4 separate regions of the Mus musculus genome follow, and all the other regions are linked to region 1. The links are chromatin contacts, called in public Hi-C and promoter capture Hi-C maps. All regions are on one chromosome and are shown on one strand. Each heading gives the region's core, a stretch centred on a gene start, on an enhancer-like site or on the middle of the called end of the contact. The rest is flanking DNA. Distances are from core to core; before and after follow the strand shown.

The links. Promoter capture Hi-C pulls out the DNA fragments that hold promoters and counts their contacts. A called contact is a pair of places that touch in the nucleus more often than the background predicts.
Region 2: a Hi-C map of B cells shows a contact between it and region 1, with 6 read pairs. The contact joins the promoter of 9430038I01Rik here to the promoter of Edrf1 in region 1. A contact is called at or near these places in 3 of 484 Hi-C or Micro-C datasets (B cells, CD4 T cells and neutrophils).
Region 3: a Hi-C map of pre-B cells shows a contact between it and region 1, with 7 times the contacts expected there. The contact joins the promoter of Nsmce4a here to the promoter of Edrf1 in region 1. A contact is called at or near these places in 1 of 39 promoter capture datasets (pre-B cells) and 3 of 484 Hi-C or Micro-C datasets (B cells, CD8 T cells and pre-B cells).
Region 4: a promoter capture Hi-C map of pre-B cells shows a contact between it and region 1, with 4 times the contacts expected there. The contact joins the promoter of Sec23ip here to the promoter of Edrf1 in region 1. A contact is called at or near these places in 1 of 39 promoter capture datasets (pre-B cells) and 1 of 484 Hi-C or Micro-C datasets (Th1 cells).

What each region holds. Positions count from the first base shown.
Region 1 is chr7:133,635,898-133,639,865 of GRCm38.p6, forward strand. It overlaps Edrf1 (erythroid differentiation regulatory factor 1), which reads left to right and starts at 1,778. Exons shown (of 25, transcript NM_178115.4): 1 at 1,778-2,026; 2 at 3,010-3,218. The coding sequence starts at 1,916.
Region 2 is chr7:137,409,352-137,413,116 of GRCm38.p6, forward strand. It overlaps 9430038I01Rik (RIKEN cDNA 9430038I01 gene), which reads right to left and starts at 1,405. Exons shown (of 4, transcript NM_029886.2): 1 at 1,289-1,405. The coding sequence starts at 1,357.
Region 3 is chr7:130,544,922-130,548,874 of GRCm38.p6, forward strand. Nsmce4a (NSE4 homolog A, SMC5-SMC6 complex component) reads right to left here and starts at 2,460. Exons shown (of 11, transcript NM_001162855.1): 1 at 2,071-2,460; 2 at 974-1,051. The coding sequence starts at 2,353.
Region 4 is chr7:128,742,585-128,746,761 of GRCm38.p6, forward strand. Sec23ip (Sec23 interacting protein) reads left to right here and starts at 2,286. Exons shown (of 19, transcript NM_001029982.2): 1 at 2,286-2,594. The coding sequence starts at 2,438.

The DNA.
Region 1 (3,968 bases), core at 528-3,027:
TAAATTCTTACTGATACATCGTTATTAATAAATGACAAAACTGTAAGGTTATCAGAACCTAACTTATATTTGTAGAAGTGTTAATAAAATTAAATATGAAACAAGAAAGAAAAATAGAAAAATGTTAGACTAAATGTAAATCATTTCTTTCTTACATGAATCTGTTCATTTAGAGACACAAAAACAACCAGAGATTTCCATTTCAGAAACAGATGGATTTTCAAATTGGGACCATATTACTTTTTAAATATTTGCTTATCATTTAACATACTATGATGTGCAATTTAATTTTTAAAAATATTCCTGTAAAAAAAAATATTCCTGTAACGTGAGTTAATGGATATACAGGGTTTATTTTTAAGTACTCAAAGTTTAATCTTTTTGTGTTAGCTACATAGGTCTTATTCAGATCTCTGTATTATTATTGTGTGTGTGTTCATGCCACAGGACATGTGACGGCCAGAGGGGAGCTTTCCAGAGTCAGTTCTCTCCTTCTACAGTGGGGTCCAGGGATGACATGGAACTCGGGCCCTCAGTTTTGTTTGGCACAAGCTTTTATGTGACGAGCCTGCTAGCCTCTGATGTAATAAACAACGAAAAGGACAAAACAAACAAACAAACAAACAAACAAAAACTGGCTCTAAATACAGAGTAGTTTAAAAAAAAATCACAAAACATGCTTTAAAGTAAGGATCTGCAAAATATGCACCAAAAAGTTAATTCATAAAAATGTCTTGTTTTGCATGAAAGCAATTTGCAGACTGCATCTGCTTTCTCCGAGAACTCCTAAAGTTTTTCAGTTACTGGGTTTTTAGAGACTAAGGAAAATTATAACCTGGCATGGCTAAATAATTGCAAAGGCCAAAACACTGAAAACTGAAAACGTATACCTCCGTCCTGGCTCAGCCATTAGGAGCACTTTCTGCTCTTGCAGAGGACACAGCTTAGCACCCACAGCCCACAACTCCCAACTGCGTGTAACTCCCGTTCCAGGAGATCTGATGCCCTCTTCTGGTTTCTGCGGGCACTGCATGCACACACGCAGCCAAAGCACTCAAAACACATTTAAAAAAAAAAAAAAAAAAAAAAAAAACCCAAAACGTAATACCTCGACATAAAACAAAACCTTTTACCTCAAATATATATGTTTTATGAGGAATGTAGCAGTTTGTCTGTTATTGGGTGCAGGGTGGAAATGTAGCTCCGAGTGCTTGCCTAGCCTACACGAAGCCCTGGGTTCCATCCTCGGGCAGAAAGAAACCCCAGCCCTCGGGAGCTGGAGGCAGAGTGTCAAGTTCAAGGTCACTCTCGGCTATTTTGCGAGTTCGAAACCAGCCAGGGCTGCATGAGCGCTGCCTAGAAACCGATTAAACAGACTGATGGCTTCTCTCTCCTTGCTTCAGCCCCACTGATCTGAGGGTGCTGAGACCCACGGAGGTCCCCGCGCGTGTGCAACTCGGAGAAGCCCCAAGAGAGCGGCCGCCTGCGAGGGCCTTGATGCCACCAGCTTTGATTACGCGAATACCCAAGGCGGCACCGCCCCACCCCAGCCACCGCGACTTTGACTCAAGTCTCATTAACTGTTTGCCAACAAAGACCGGCCACGAGCGAGGGGGAGGAGCCCGGGAGGCGTGTATCGCGAGAAGTGTCCGCCCTAATGGTGTGACAGGCAACGGCGTGCGGCAGCTCCTGCCCGGACCGCGAAGGAGGAGCCAGAGCCGGAGGACGGGCTGGACCTTTGGGTGAATCTCGCGAGATTTCATCGCGCTACCTCGAGCTCTTCCTGGCAGCCGCCGGAAGTGCGAGCCGCTGAGTGTCCGAGTCGCTCGCTCTGAGGTTCTCCTGCGACTCTGGGCCCGCGTTCCTGTCGCCGCCTCCAGGGCTCGCGCGTCTGGTCGCCTCCCCAGGGTCGGAAATGATGGGGGACCCCAAGGAAGCAGGAGCCGAGGCTTCTCCTTCAGGGGCGGCCGCCCGAGGAGGGCTCAGCCTCCTGTCCCAGGCGGACTCCGAGGAGCCTTCTGCACAGGTGAGAGGCGGCGGCGGCGGAGCGCGACCTGCAGGGGCTTGGGGGGTTTGCGGGCCTGGGAGGGGGACGTGGGGCTTCTGGAACTTTCTTCCACGCCTCCTTAGCACCTCTAGTACGGAATGAATCACCAGGCGAGCCTGTCGTCGGGTGTGCAGGCAGGCGTTTGCTTGCAATGCGCAACACCCCTGGCTTCGCACTCGGCGCCAGTGGACGGGCTATAGAGTGTGTGTGTGTCACAGCCCGCCGAAGGCAGGCAGAGGAGAGAGGGACGGACCCAGGGAGGGCACAGAGAATTTGCAACGCCTGGAAGGGTTCTCGAAGGAGAGTCGAACAGCGGGTCCAGACATTGAGCATGCCCGGGTGGGTGTAGGGTCAGCTACGGAGCTAATGTAGAATGGGATGCGATGAGCTTACCGATCAATCGCTGTGTGTTTGGTAAAAATAAACACGTCCTGCAAATGACGTTTGTCATTGACTTATGCTACTTAAAAATATTCCATTAGAACCGTACAGAAGTCTTGCTCGTTTTACATGCGGTTGACAGGACACAGTTGAGCGCACTTAGTTTCTGAGTCTACATTTTTCTGTGACTCATCGTACCGGGTTGAGTCTTGGCTGGTGTGGAACTGGTTATGCAGACCGGGCAGTCAAGCTGGACGTAGACCTTGCACTGGCCCTTGTGCCTCTGCCTCCAGAGTGCTTGAAGCTTGTGTTTGCAACTACTATGCCCAGATTTTTAAAAAGCAGGTTGGTTGGCCCCTGTCCACTTCTTGATTGATCCTTTTTTTTTTTTTTTTTTTTTTTAGTTTCGTGAAAAACAGCTAAGTAAGCGTAATTTAAGCTTGTTTATTAAGTGTTAGAGCTGACACGCAGCTGAGGCTCCTTGTGAATCCTGATTTGGTGGGTTCTTAATTCATTTTTATGAAAGTGAGATTGTCGTTCCTGGCAGTGTTCATTAAAGCTTCATTCCATATGTTATTTAGGGATCGGCCTTATTTCTTGGAGGCAACGAAGTGAAAAGCAGAGCTGTGGTAAAATACTCTTCTGCCCCTCCTCGAACAGCGTTTGCACGTCTCGAAGAAAAAACAGACTTGAAACTCCCACCTGCCAACTGGTTACGAGAGAGTGCCAAACTAGGGCCAGCAGGAACCACCATTCTTGGCAATAGTAAGAAAAGCAAGCCGTTTTCAAGGTAAATTTTAATCGCTGGCATTTCTTTCCCTCCCTCTCAACCCCGGCTCGAAGCTCTGAAAGCTGCTTCGCAGTTCAATTGGAGATGCATGTTCACTTGCTCAGATATTTTTAGTAAAAGAATATAGTTGTCATCCAAAGTCCATGGTACAGTAAGAAGATTTCAGAGGTACATGCTTTCTTCCAGGCTGCAGCATGTCACGATAACGTGTACACGTTGACTGCTCATCAGCTGTTTTAGCCTGTTGTGTCTGCTTTCATATGTGCAAATAGGATGGTATGCGAGGGGCAAGACTTAAGCTGCTGCTCGGCTTGCCCTTTGGAGTGTTTATTAAATATGATGGAGTATTTGGAAAAGCCTGAGGTTTAAAACCCCAAATGCTGGGTAACCTACACCCTTGACCCACACTGGAAATTCTACTGGTGGTTTTTAAAGTTGTGAGTATTTGGGAGTCTTATGCTGTGTCTATATTCTTGTAGGCTGTTTTAACCGTGTTTTCTTTTTCCTCCCCTGAATGATTGGACTTAAAACATTTTTATATAACTTATATAAAACTTTATATAACACAGAAAGAGCCACAAATGCATTAATACCCTGAGCTAGTAGTTTAGAGATTATCCTAGTGCCTCAAAAGGTAATAGCTTTGCTTACAAGTTGATGTAGCATTTTTGATACTGTGAAAAGTCTGAAAATGACCACATATTTCGACTATTTTAAAAATGGCTTAATTGTATTAAATGTGGTGAGTTG
Region 2 (3,765 bases), core at 155-2,654, 3.8 Mb after region 1:
TGTAACTCAACTGTGCAGGTACCTAGTGAGAACTCTAGAGGTTGTTGCAATGTCAGATGCCTTGCAGGCTCAGCTCCTGGGCAGCACTTGGCACAGCCAGCTTAGCCTACCCAAAGACTTCCACCTTCCCTTAAAGGAATGCTTAACTTCCCCTTGCCTTCTCCCCAGGTTTGGGGCAGGAAGTTAGGTGTCTTCTACAGACTAAGCACCTGGGCTTTCATAGTGCTCCATTTATAGGCTTGGCAGATATGGAACCGGTCTACAGAGACCTGTCTCTTAACCAACTATCAGACTATTCAAACAATGGATTCCAAAGAAATGGTAATTTCTCCAGGAATCTCACGCCAGCGTCCCAGAGCGGCGGCTTCGAGGGGGGGGGGGTAACTTGTCTCAAAGAAAGATTTCACACAGTTCTGTCAGACCCCTTCACAAGATGACACTGAAGGTGTGGGAGTGGTGGCTCACGCCTTTAATCCCAGCACTTGGGAGGCAGAAGCAGGTGAATTTCTGAGTTTGAGGCCAGGCTGGTCTACAGAGTGAATTCCAAGACAGCCAGGGCTACACGGAGAAAGACACTCCCCGCCCCCCCCCCCCCCAAAAAAAAGGACACTGAAGCCTAGACAATGCTAGCCAGACTATACTTTTTTTTTTTTTTTTTTTTTTTTTGGTTTTTCGAGACAGGGTTTCTCTGTGTAGCCCTGGATGACCTGGAACTCACTTTGTAGACCAGGTTGGCCTCGAACTCAGAAATCCGCCTGCCTCTGCCTCCCGAGTGCTGGGATTAAAGGCGTGCGCCACCACTCCCGGCTCAGACTATACTTTTGACACGGACTTCTTAGATATTCTTGGCTCTCTATTTCAATTTTAGTCTCACTTCGGGACTCCTGAGTCAGACTAGGAGTGATTTCCTCAATCGCTTTGTTCCTCTTCGACTAGGTGTTTTAAATCTTTTCCCGCTTTCCAATTTTAACTTGGCTCTTTCAGTTTGTTTATGAGGATAGATCGCCAGAGCGGACTTGTGGCGCAAGTTGTGATCCATGAACTCCATAACACTCAGAATACTACAGCTTAAGTCAAGGGAGCACATAGCTCCTCATCTTTGCGCAAGCGCAGCGGGAGGGGCGGGACTGTCCTCTGCCTAGCTCCACCCAGGCCCCGCCCCTGGCCCCGCCTCGGCAGCAGGCTTACGACGTCCAGCCCGCCGGTCATCCGGAAGGACCTCGCCCCGGGCGCCCGCGCGCCAGCTAGGACGCCACCTCCCTCTGCCCACGCCCTGCCCGGAGCTTACCGCGTCCCCTGCCGCTGGCAGCTCCTCCGTCCTCCGCCGTCTCCAGCGGCCCGACGCCAGGCTGTCCATGCGGCTTCACGTACCGCCTCTCAGGCCACTCGGAGGCGGGAACCACTCGACCACGTGTCTGGAGAAGCCAATGAGGAGGCGTGGGGCGTAGCCTAGACTCCACTGACTGCCCTCGCAGAGGGGCTGCAGGCAGGAGTAGCCGAAACCCGAATCTCCTACGGCCTGAAGTGCGGGTAATTCTTCCAGCAGCCACAGGTCGATGCCTCGCAAGCCCAAGCCGTGAGTGGCTTGTCGATTCTCGGTTCACAAAGTCAGTCCCAAAGGGCGTTTGTTTAGGATTTGCCACCCTTCGGCAACCCTTGGTCCGCGGGAGGCACGCCCTCCTCTCCTTCCTTGTGATTGGTTACTGAGTCCTGATAAGTAGATCCACGGACCAATCGGCACGCCTGAGGCTGCGCTGGGCGTTGTCTTTGGGAGTTGCAGTCTGACAGCTATCAGTTTTGCTCTATGGTACAAGAGAACTCGAATTCTCAACCTGGCCTAGTGGGCAGAGTCCTGCTGTGATTTTGCTGGCGGGTCGAGAGCATACACAGGAACACCGTGACCTGGGGCAGGGACAGCCACAGGCGTCGGGGATACGGAGTGGCTCTCGGCCTGGCTTTACGGAAAACTACACACTTGACTTCTCAGAAGCTATGCCAGGGTTCCTGCTGCAGCTTGAATAGGCTCTCCCTCTCCTCCCTCCCTCCAGGGCCCACCGCAAAGTTCTGAACTGTTCTCTACCAAAGCTCCCAGACCCCCATGCTTTATTGACGAATTAAATTAGAGCCAGTTCTTTGGCAGTGATTGTCTAGCAGTGGGCCTGTGAACTGGTTTGAACCAGTGGGAAGTAGAGAAGCTGCTTGGAGCAGAGACCGTAAGATCCCCTTTTCCAGTTCCAGTGTAGTGTTAGCTTCCTGGGACGATGGCAGCCTTCACATCACGAGGACAGCTAGTGGCAATGCTAGTGGGAAGTGAAGTTTAACACGAGATGGATTGTCGCAATCTCGTGTCACACACCCTTCCTACCTGGTGTATCTTTGGAATTATGAATCTATTGAATTTTTTAAAAGGCTTGGCAGTGTGTCTTGGTGTTGGAGTGCTTCCCTAGTGTGTTAACTGGGTGTTGTCTAGAGGAACCAAACAGGGTCTTAAAGACAGGAAGGTAGATGGAGGAAGGAGGATCAGAAATTCAAAAGTCAGAGGCTTGTGAAATGGCTCAGCGGGTAAGAGCACTGACTGTTCTTCCAAAGGTCCTGAGTTCAAATCCCAGCAACCACATGGTGGCTCACAACTACCCAAAATGAGATCTCATAATGAGAGCCGACACCCTCTTCTGGTGCGTCTGAAGACAGCTACAGTGGTACTTAATAAAATGAATAAATCTTTGGGCCAGAGCAAGCAGGGACTGAGCAAGCAGAGTTGACCTGAGCAAGTGGGGCAACCAGAGCAAGCAGAGGTCCTAAAAATTCAATTCCCAACCACCATATGGAGGCTCACAGCCAGCTGTACATGTACTCATATACATAAAATAAATAAATAAATCTTTAAAAAAAAGAAATTCAAAAGTCATCATCATAGTGAGGTGGAGGTTAGTCTGGGCTACTAGAAACTGTCTTAAAAACAAAACAGGGGCCTGGAGATATGGCTCAGCAGTTAAGAGCACTGACTGCTCTTATAGAGGAACTGAGTTCAATTCCCAGCAACCACATGGTAGCTCACAACCATCTGTAATGGAGTCCAATGCACTCTTCTGGTGTGTGTCTAAAGACAGCTGCAGTGTACTTGTATAAATAAACATAAATAAATCTTTAAAACAGAACAAAACAGGGCTTGGTTTGTTGGTGTACACCTTTAATTCCAGCATTTGGGATGCAGAGACAGGCAGATCTCTGTGAGTTCCAGGCCAGCTTGGTCTGCATAGAGAGTTCTAGCCAACCAGGGTTACGTAGAAAGACATTGTTTCAAAACAAAATAAACAAACAAAAACCATGGCCTGGAGAGATGGTTTATTGATTACCAGCATCTATTGCTCTTGCAGAGTGCATGTGTTCAGTTTCCCCAACCTATGCCATCTGACTCACAATTGCCTAAAACTCCAGGGGATTCAACATCTTGGGCTGGCACTCACATACATGCCCCTCAAAAATTTGGAGTTAAAATATATCTTTCTATAAAAAAAATAAGAAAAACAGCATGAGAGAATACCAAGTTGATCAAGATCCCTTTCCTGTAGGCTGTAAATCTTGTCAGCTCACTGCAGTTTGACTTTCTGCTGATCTCTCAGAGGGTCGGATCTACAGATAAGTTACTTAAGTGTCTGGAATCCTGGACTGTTTCAGGAGCAGCTCCAATTTTTTTTTTTTTTTTTTAGGTTTTTCGAGACAGGGTTTCTATGTGTAGCCCTGGCTGTCCTGGAACTCACTCTG
Region 3 (3,953 bases), core at 1,210-3,709, 3.1 Mb before region 1:
GTTGGGTTCCCAACACCCTTGTCAGACAACTCACACCCTCCGTGTACTCCAGCTCTGAGAAGAATCCCATATCCTCTTCTGGCCACCACAGATAACTGTATTCATGTGCACAAACCCACATGGACACACAACTTCAAACAAATAGAAAACTCCCAGGAGCCAGATTTCAACACGGAAAGTTCTTCCCCACTGTCCCCAACCACACACAAGAGGTGTGCCTGTAGATGAGGCACCTCCATTAGGTTATAGGTGGATCAATAGCTAAAGGAGGGGAGACCAAGGAAGGAAAAGAAAAGAGGATCTCTGAAGCTGGCTGCACTCTTCTCTAGTTCATCTATCTGCTTAACAGAACATACAAGTGAAACTTTCAAATTCAAGCCAGCAAAAGAATCACGGCTTCTTTTTTGTTAGTCTTTTTTGTTGTTGTTATTTTCGAGACAGGGTTTCTCTGTGTAGCCCTGGCTGTCCTGGAACTCACTTTGTAGACCAGGCTGGCCTTGAACTCAGAAATCTGCCTGCCTCTGCCTCCGGAGTGCTGGGATTAAAGGCGTGTGCCACCACGCCCAGCTAGTTTGTTTGTTTGTTTGTTTTTGAGACAGGGTTTCTGTGTGTAGCTGTAGATGCACAGGAACAGACAGTTGCAGACCAGGCTGGCCTTGAACTCAGAGACCTGCCTCTGCCCCTCCCCCACCCCCCAGTGCTGAGATTAAAGGGTGTGTACCACCACTGCCCAGCTCATGGAAGAGGCTTCTTAAAACAGACTGTACAACTCCTTCCTGACTTCTAGAAATCTTCGAAGAACCCTAAAGCATACACTGTACCAAGTGGTAAGTGCACAGTATTGTTGCTAAAACGGAAAAGGCTCTGGGCCTGTGCACTAGTAAATGGGAATTATGGAACAACAATAATTGGCTTCTATAAAAGTAACCCAGTGAGTATAAGCTGCAATAACAGATTTAAAATCATGAATTACCTTCATTAAACAGAGTGTTAGCTTCTTCCAGGACCTCTGTTAGTTTGTCACCAGCATTCAGTATGTCTTCCCGGTTTTCTATTTAAAAGAATACAAGCTTAGGGAACTGGGCACATCCTTCACTAATAAGTAGCAACTTACAGTTCCTTCCACTCCTACAGCCTGGGTAATGATTAGAGTGGCTTTATCTCTTTAACAGAAAAAGGCTTTATCTTTTACAGAAAGAGACAATGTTACTACTGTTCCAAGCAAATTGAACGTCTGTGTGTGCAGAAGGCCTGGGGTCAACCTTTGATGTCCTTCCCTCAGCGCACCATCACCTTTGCCTTTTGAGACAGGGTATCTATCTATCTATCTATCTATCTATCTATCTATCTATCTATAGAACTATCTATCTATCTATCTATCTATAGAACTAGCCAAGAAGGCTAGGTGAGCTGGCCAAAGAGACCCAGGGTCTCTGCTTCCCCTCGGCTGAGGATACAAGTTTACAGAACTACTTTTAGGAGACACTTTAGAGGGTTCTGGGGAATCTAATTAAGGTCGCAAGAGAAGCATCTGCCCATCTCCCCAGCCCTCAAAACTTGAACTCTTGACAGGAAACACTTGCTCCCCAAATGTGCAAAGGGATGACTCTTCGGCTTCCCAATACAAGGGCTCGATTAAGAAAGGATTGTCAACTTCTCAAGCAACAGGCTCATCTGGAGAGCCACACAACAAACGCTTGGGCCTGTACAGCATTTCTGATTCAGTGTATCCGAGCTGGGCAGGGAAATGTGCATTTTAGCAATCCCAAGGGACTCCATAGCTCAGGCGCCCACGAGGAGCAAGCTAGATTGAACAAAAATCTGGTGGTGTGTGCTTGTCTTCCCTACTGGCTAGCTGAGCTCAAGTCACCACCAGGTCTGGTCTCCCGCTTTTCCAGCCGGCCACACAGCACCTGCGCGGCCGCCGCCAAGGTCGCGTAGGCTGCACTTCGTAAACAAGCGAAAGCGCGCTGCCGCGAGCCTGCGCAGACCGGCCAGCGCCTGCACCTCCACCGCCCTCCCCAGCCATGGAACGCCACCGGCCCGCGCAGCCACAAAGCGCCACCTTACGTTGGACAGAGTTGATGAGAGCGCGGTACTGATGGCGGATCTGGCGGCACAGGCCCTGGTCGTACTCGGCCTCCAAGCAGGCCGGGTCCATCAGCTCGTCCCCAGAATCAGACAGATCGGAGTCCTCCAAGCTCGGACGCTCCGCTGCCTCCCTGCGCTCCGGCGCGGCGCCGCGGCGGGCCAGCGGGGACCGCGAGCGGGACCGGGAGCGGGTGCGATCCCGGTGCGGGTCGCGGCCCCGGCCCCGGCCCTCAGACCGGCGGCCGCTGCTGTCGCCAGACATCGCGCCAATTCGCCTTGCAACTTCGGAGCGGCGGAAGTTCGCGCCAGAAACTGAAACCCCCGGCTGGGCTCGAGCGCCGGCTCCAGGAGCAACGCAGCTCCCCGGCTGGCGCGTGAGCACACAGCGACACCTGTGGCCCGGAGGTCGCGGCGGCGTTGGCTGTGTCTGTGCCTCGCATTGGTTCTTAGTTACTCCACCCTGCAAGCAAGAGTCTTAGGACTTTAGATCTCTGATCCTAATGCCCACCCCACTTAGTCATGCATCTTCCCATTGTCTCTTTGGCTCCTCTGGCCTTGGGGAGGATACAACAAACAAAACAGGGTTCCTTGACTGTACCATAGTAAACTGTTAAGCCTCCTTCTAAATATCTGCACCACCACACGGCAGGTTCACAGCTGATTCTCTAACAACAGATACCCTATAACAGGTCTGAGGAAGATAATTATATGCAATGTGGTTTCAAAGATACATGTATACATATCATTCCATGTAATTGTGTGTGTGTGCACTGTACATAGATACGCATGCACAAGTGTGCATCTGCGGGTACAAACGGCAGGTTGGCTTCAGGGGTCTTCCTCTTTCAGTTCCACATTTTTTAGATTTGTTGTGTGTGTATATACATCCTTTATTTGCGTGCACACTGTGGACGAAATGTATGCAGTGCCCTCAGATGTCAAAATAGGACGTGCACACCTCCTCTGGAACCGGAGTTAAGAAGGGTTTGTGAGCTGCCCTGTGGATAACGGCGATGGAACCCTACTCCTATGAGAACTAGTGCTCTTAACCTCTAAACCATCTCTCCAGCCCACTCTCCACGTTCTTTACCATAAGGCATCTCTAGCTGAACCTGGAACTCGTCTTTTTGACAGGACTTAAATAGCCAGCAAGATCTAGGCATTTTCCTGTCTTCACTTCCAACGCACTAGGATTATGGATCCACACTGCCGTGTACAAGTTTGGTTGTTGTTTTTTGTTTGTTTGTTTTTTGAGACAAGGTTTCTCTGTGTAGCCCTGGCTGTCCTGGAACTCACTTTGTAGACCAGGCTGTCCTCAAACTCAGAAATCTGCCTGCCTCTGCCTCCCAAGTGCTGGGATTAAAGGCATGTGCCACCACCGCCCGCCCATGTACCAGTTTTTATGCCACCTTAGGAATCCTGAGGTAATCTACCCTCTGACACACACACTTCTCCTTCTTCCATCCCTCCCTCTCACATAGGATTTCATGTAACCCAGGCTGGCCTCAAACTGACCCTGTAGCTGAAGCTAATATTGAGTTCCTGATCCTCGTGAATCTAACTACCTCACAAAGGCTGAGAGGATTTTGAGACCAAGATCCAAAGCCTAGTGAGCTCACTGCTACTGAGATATCATTGCTTCTAGAGCCTCCAAAGAAAAAAGAACTAGGAAGCTATGCATAGACACCCTTACACGTATATAAGTGCATCTCTTCATATTTTATGTTGCTGGGTTAATTTAAAACACTAATTTGCATTGACATCACAGAAGAGTGTGTGGGGAAGAAGGGGTGAATGTGATTGATGAAATACTATTCTCTGTATTAATGTAGACTACTGAGAAGAAATGGTTCAGCAGTTAA
Region 4 (4,177 bases), core at 1,036-3,535, 4.9 Mb before region 1:
CACTCTGCCTTCTGTTCTCAGATGATGATGTGAGGTCTCAGCTGTTCCTGTCACCATGCCTTTGCCCTGACATCGGAGACTCTGACCCTATAAAGTCATAAACCCAATTAAAATCTTTATAAGTTTTCTTAGTCATAGTATTTTATCACAACGATAGAAAAGTAACCATGACAGATGATATCACCACTGCATTCATCCATTCTTTCAGTAGAGAGAGTAGCCATGTTCTTGGAACCGAATGAGGGAAATTTCATATTTTAACTCTGTGCCTCATAATAAACAAATTAAAGCTATGTGTTAAGATATCTGGCTTTAGAGAGGCTATCATCTATCTATCTATCTATTATCTATCTATCTATCTATCTATCTATCTATCTATCTATCTATCTATCATCTATGCATTTAGCCTTAGTTTCCTTGGAACTCACTATGTAGCCCAGGCTGAGCTACATCTCCAGTGCCTATCGATGGATCCTTAATTGGGAAGAGTGCAGTCAAGAAGGGACCTGATTAGAAGAAGTTCACTCAGCCAGGGCAGTGGTGGCACACGCCTTTAATCTCAGCACTTGGGAGGCAGAGGCAGGCAGATTTCTGAGTTTCAGGACAGCCAGGGCTACACAGAGAAACCTTGTCTTGAAAAAACAGACAAAAAACAAGAAGAAGAAGAAGAAGGAGGAGGAGGAGGAGGAGGAGGAGGAGGAGGAGGAGGAGGAGGAGGAGGAGGAGGAGGAGGAGGAGGTGGTGGTCACTCAGTCACTCAGGGCATGCCCTTAAAAGGTATATCTCATTCTGGGCCCTCTTCTGTCCCTTTTCTCATCTTAATTGTTATTTTAGTTTTTTTTCCCCTTCCTGTTATGGTTTAAAATAAAAAAAAATCATATGTTGAAGTTAATTATGCAAAGTGATGGTTTTGGAATTTAGGCCTTTCTCTCTCTCTCTCTCTCTTCTCTCTCTCTCTCTCTTTTTATTCGAGACAGGGTTTCTCTGAATAACCCTGGCTGTCCTGGAACTCACTTTGTAGACCATGCTGGCCTTGATCTCAGAAATCCGCCTGCCTCTGCCTTCCAAGTGCTGGAATTAAAGGTGTGCAACACCACAGCAGGGCTGGTCCTCTGGGATCCCTGCACTCATAAAGAGGTTTGAAGCCCTAGTTCTCAAGTTTCAACTTTAGTTTTTCTTCCTCAGGGAAGCTTTTTCTTCCTTAAGTTTTTCGCTAATGATCTGATGGAGAGAGATACATGCTCGCTCTTCCTAGAATGTTTAGATCTCTGTCCCCAGATGATGTCAGTGTTCCAGGAAACACACTTAAGGAAAGCCTGCCATTTATATTATTTTGTGTTTAGTTGATTGTTTTGCCAGATTGTAAACCCAAAAAGGAAGGATTTCAGGTCTGTTTCATATATCACTCTCTGGTATATGGTTCTCAGCCTTGCTTCTTTATGATAAAGAGAATTTTCTTGACCAACTTCTAGTCTAGCATGGCTTTTAGCAGTTTGAGGCCATGTTATCTATGACTCACCAGAAGTTTCCCCATTACTAAGCTCTGTACTTCTTGGCCCCGTTGAAATGCTTGTCGAGGTAAACTCAACACTGCCAGAATTTAATGTTTTTATTCCAGCCAAAACCTGGTAGTAGGCAGATAGGTCCCCAAACCCTAAATTACAGCAGTAACTCTAGAATGTTGCAATTATACATCTTTTCTCTGCCCCTTTGAAACATAAATCGTCTACCACTTGGAACTGCCTTACCAAAGGCACTTTTTGTTGATGCACACATTCAAGGAGATAGTAGCCTGGAGTGGTGGCACACTCCTTTTAAGCTCTTGGGAAGAAGAGGCAGACAGACCTCTTGAGAATTCCAGGCAACATCATGAAAACGTAACTGAAAAAAAAAAAGGAACCCAGCCGATAATAATTCTTACTTCCAATTCTTATGACCGCCTGTCATAAAGATATAAGAATTGCAGTGTGTGGTGGTATTAATCTCAGAAATGGAAGAGCTGAGGCAGGAGGATAAAAAGTCAGTCTGGGCAGCATAGAGAGATCCTGCCTCGCAAGCAAGCAAATAAACCAACCAACCAAAAACAGATACTCCATGAGAAACTCAGGGCGTCCAGGACATCTCAGAATCTGCGACTTCGAGCGTCAATTAACGCTAGGATTCATCGGCCACACCTCTCTATTCTATGCTGTGATTCCAGAGGCTGACCCAGTCTCGCGAGACCGAGGCTGTCACGTGATAGGCTTGGGTCTGAAGCCGATTCCACCTTATTGATTTTGGGCGGCGTCAAATTCCGGAAGAAAACCGATCCCGGAGTCGCTGGCCTGTGGCACCTGTGCGCAAGTGCGGAAGTGCGGTGGCATCCTCGCTAACCGGTTTCCGGTCTGTGTGCAGCACCGGGCTCGCAGAGCCACGTAACGGCCGGGGGTCTGCAGCCATGGCGGATAGGAAGGCTAACGGCGGCGGAGCGTCCGCCTCCTCGTCAGGCACTAACTTACTCTTCTCCTCCTCGGCCACGGAGTTCAGCTTCAACGTGCCCTTCATCCCCGTCACGCAGGCCGCCGCCTCCCCGGCTTCCCTGCTCTTACCCGGAGGTAGTGAGCCGAGGGCGCTTGGGGGCCAGTGTCTGTCCCGGGAGGCGGGTGGGACAGGAGTGTCGCCTGCTCTGAGTCGCTTGCCAGGGTCAGCAGTGACCAGCTTTCAGAGGGCCAGGGACTGGAGGATCCTGGAGGAGGGGCTCCGGTGATGAGGCTTGGAACTCCTGTCATTGCGCAACTGTTTGTTGAACACCCACTGGTGTGCTGGTGCTGGCAGAAAACGCAGCTAAATTAGACAGTTACCCTTTGCTAGAATCCGAAAGCTGCTCTCTTACTGGGAAACACCGGTGATAGGGTAGGACATCACCTAGGAGACAGTAAGTTTCTCCAGAGGAGACAATGCCTCTCTTGTAGAGGACTATACACTCTCTCCTAGTAAAAGCCCCCCCGTTACACTTTTGATTAAGCTCTGTGTATATCTGGGAAGGCTGATTTCTCTCTCTCTCTCTCTCTCTCTCTCTCTCTCTCTCTCTCTCTCTCTCTCTCGTTTGTCTCTGTCTCTCTTTCTCGTCTGTCTCTCTCTGGTGGTTTGGAGCACAGACTGTGTTCAGACCCGGCACTGCCATTAACTTGCTGTGTGGCCTCAGTCATGACATTTTACCTGTCTGCTTAGATTTCATGTTTTCAGCTCCTATCCCTGGGTTTGAGAGCAAGGTCTCTCTGTGTAGTACTGACTGTCCTAGAACTCACTGTGTAGATCAGGCTGGCCTCAAACTTAAAGGATCCACCTGCCTCTGCCTCTCTGCCTCTGAGTGCTGGGATTAAAGGCATTCGTCACTATACCCTGTCTCATTTTTGTAGAGTTCTATATCTAGTGTCCCACACGTATTGTTGTGTAAATACTTGTGAGCTAAGTACTCTGCCCCTCCATGTGGACTGTGAACTTCTTACCTCTTTTCATTTTCAGGGTCCTGTTTTTTAGTGCCTAGCACACAGGTGCTTGTTAGGTGCTGAGCTTTCCCCACCAAATAATTCCTCCTTGGAGGACTAAGGGGAGTTTCCCGCAGAAGGGAAGAAAGACAACTGAAAGCATGTGTATCTGCAGTGTCTCCTTTCTGTCATGTTTCTTCTCGGTGCTCGTAACTGTCTGACAGGTACATATGCCCGCTTACCCTACCAGGCCAGGGTGTAAGCTTTGTCAAAGCAGGGGCTGGCCCGATGCCTGGAATGCAGACTACAGAATTTCTAGTGGGAGTTTGCTGAGCGACTGGGGGGATGGATCCACGAGTGCCCCTGCCTCATGGAAGCGGTGTGACTGAAAGGTTCAGTGATGCTTTCTTTGGTGAAGAATTGTGGCTGGACCAGAGTACTGTGGAAGGGTCCAGGAATCAGTAAGGTCGTGCCTTGGGTTTTTCAGATTGTTCTCGGCCTCCAGAGTGGTGTTTGATGCACGCTCGTTTTCCTTGATGTATGATATTTAATTTGTGTGTTATTGTCGGTGCTTGACATTTCTATTCTCTTCTTCATTTTCTTGTTAATTTTCTGTTCATTACTGTTTTTCTGCCTGTGTGTCTATGTGGGGGTGTGGGACCCCCTGGAACTGGAAGTTACAGACAGTTGTGAGCCGCCATGTGGGTGCT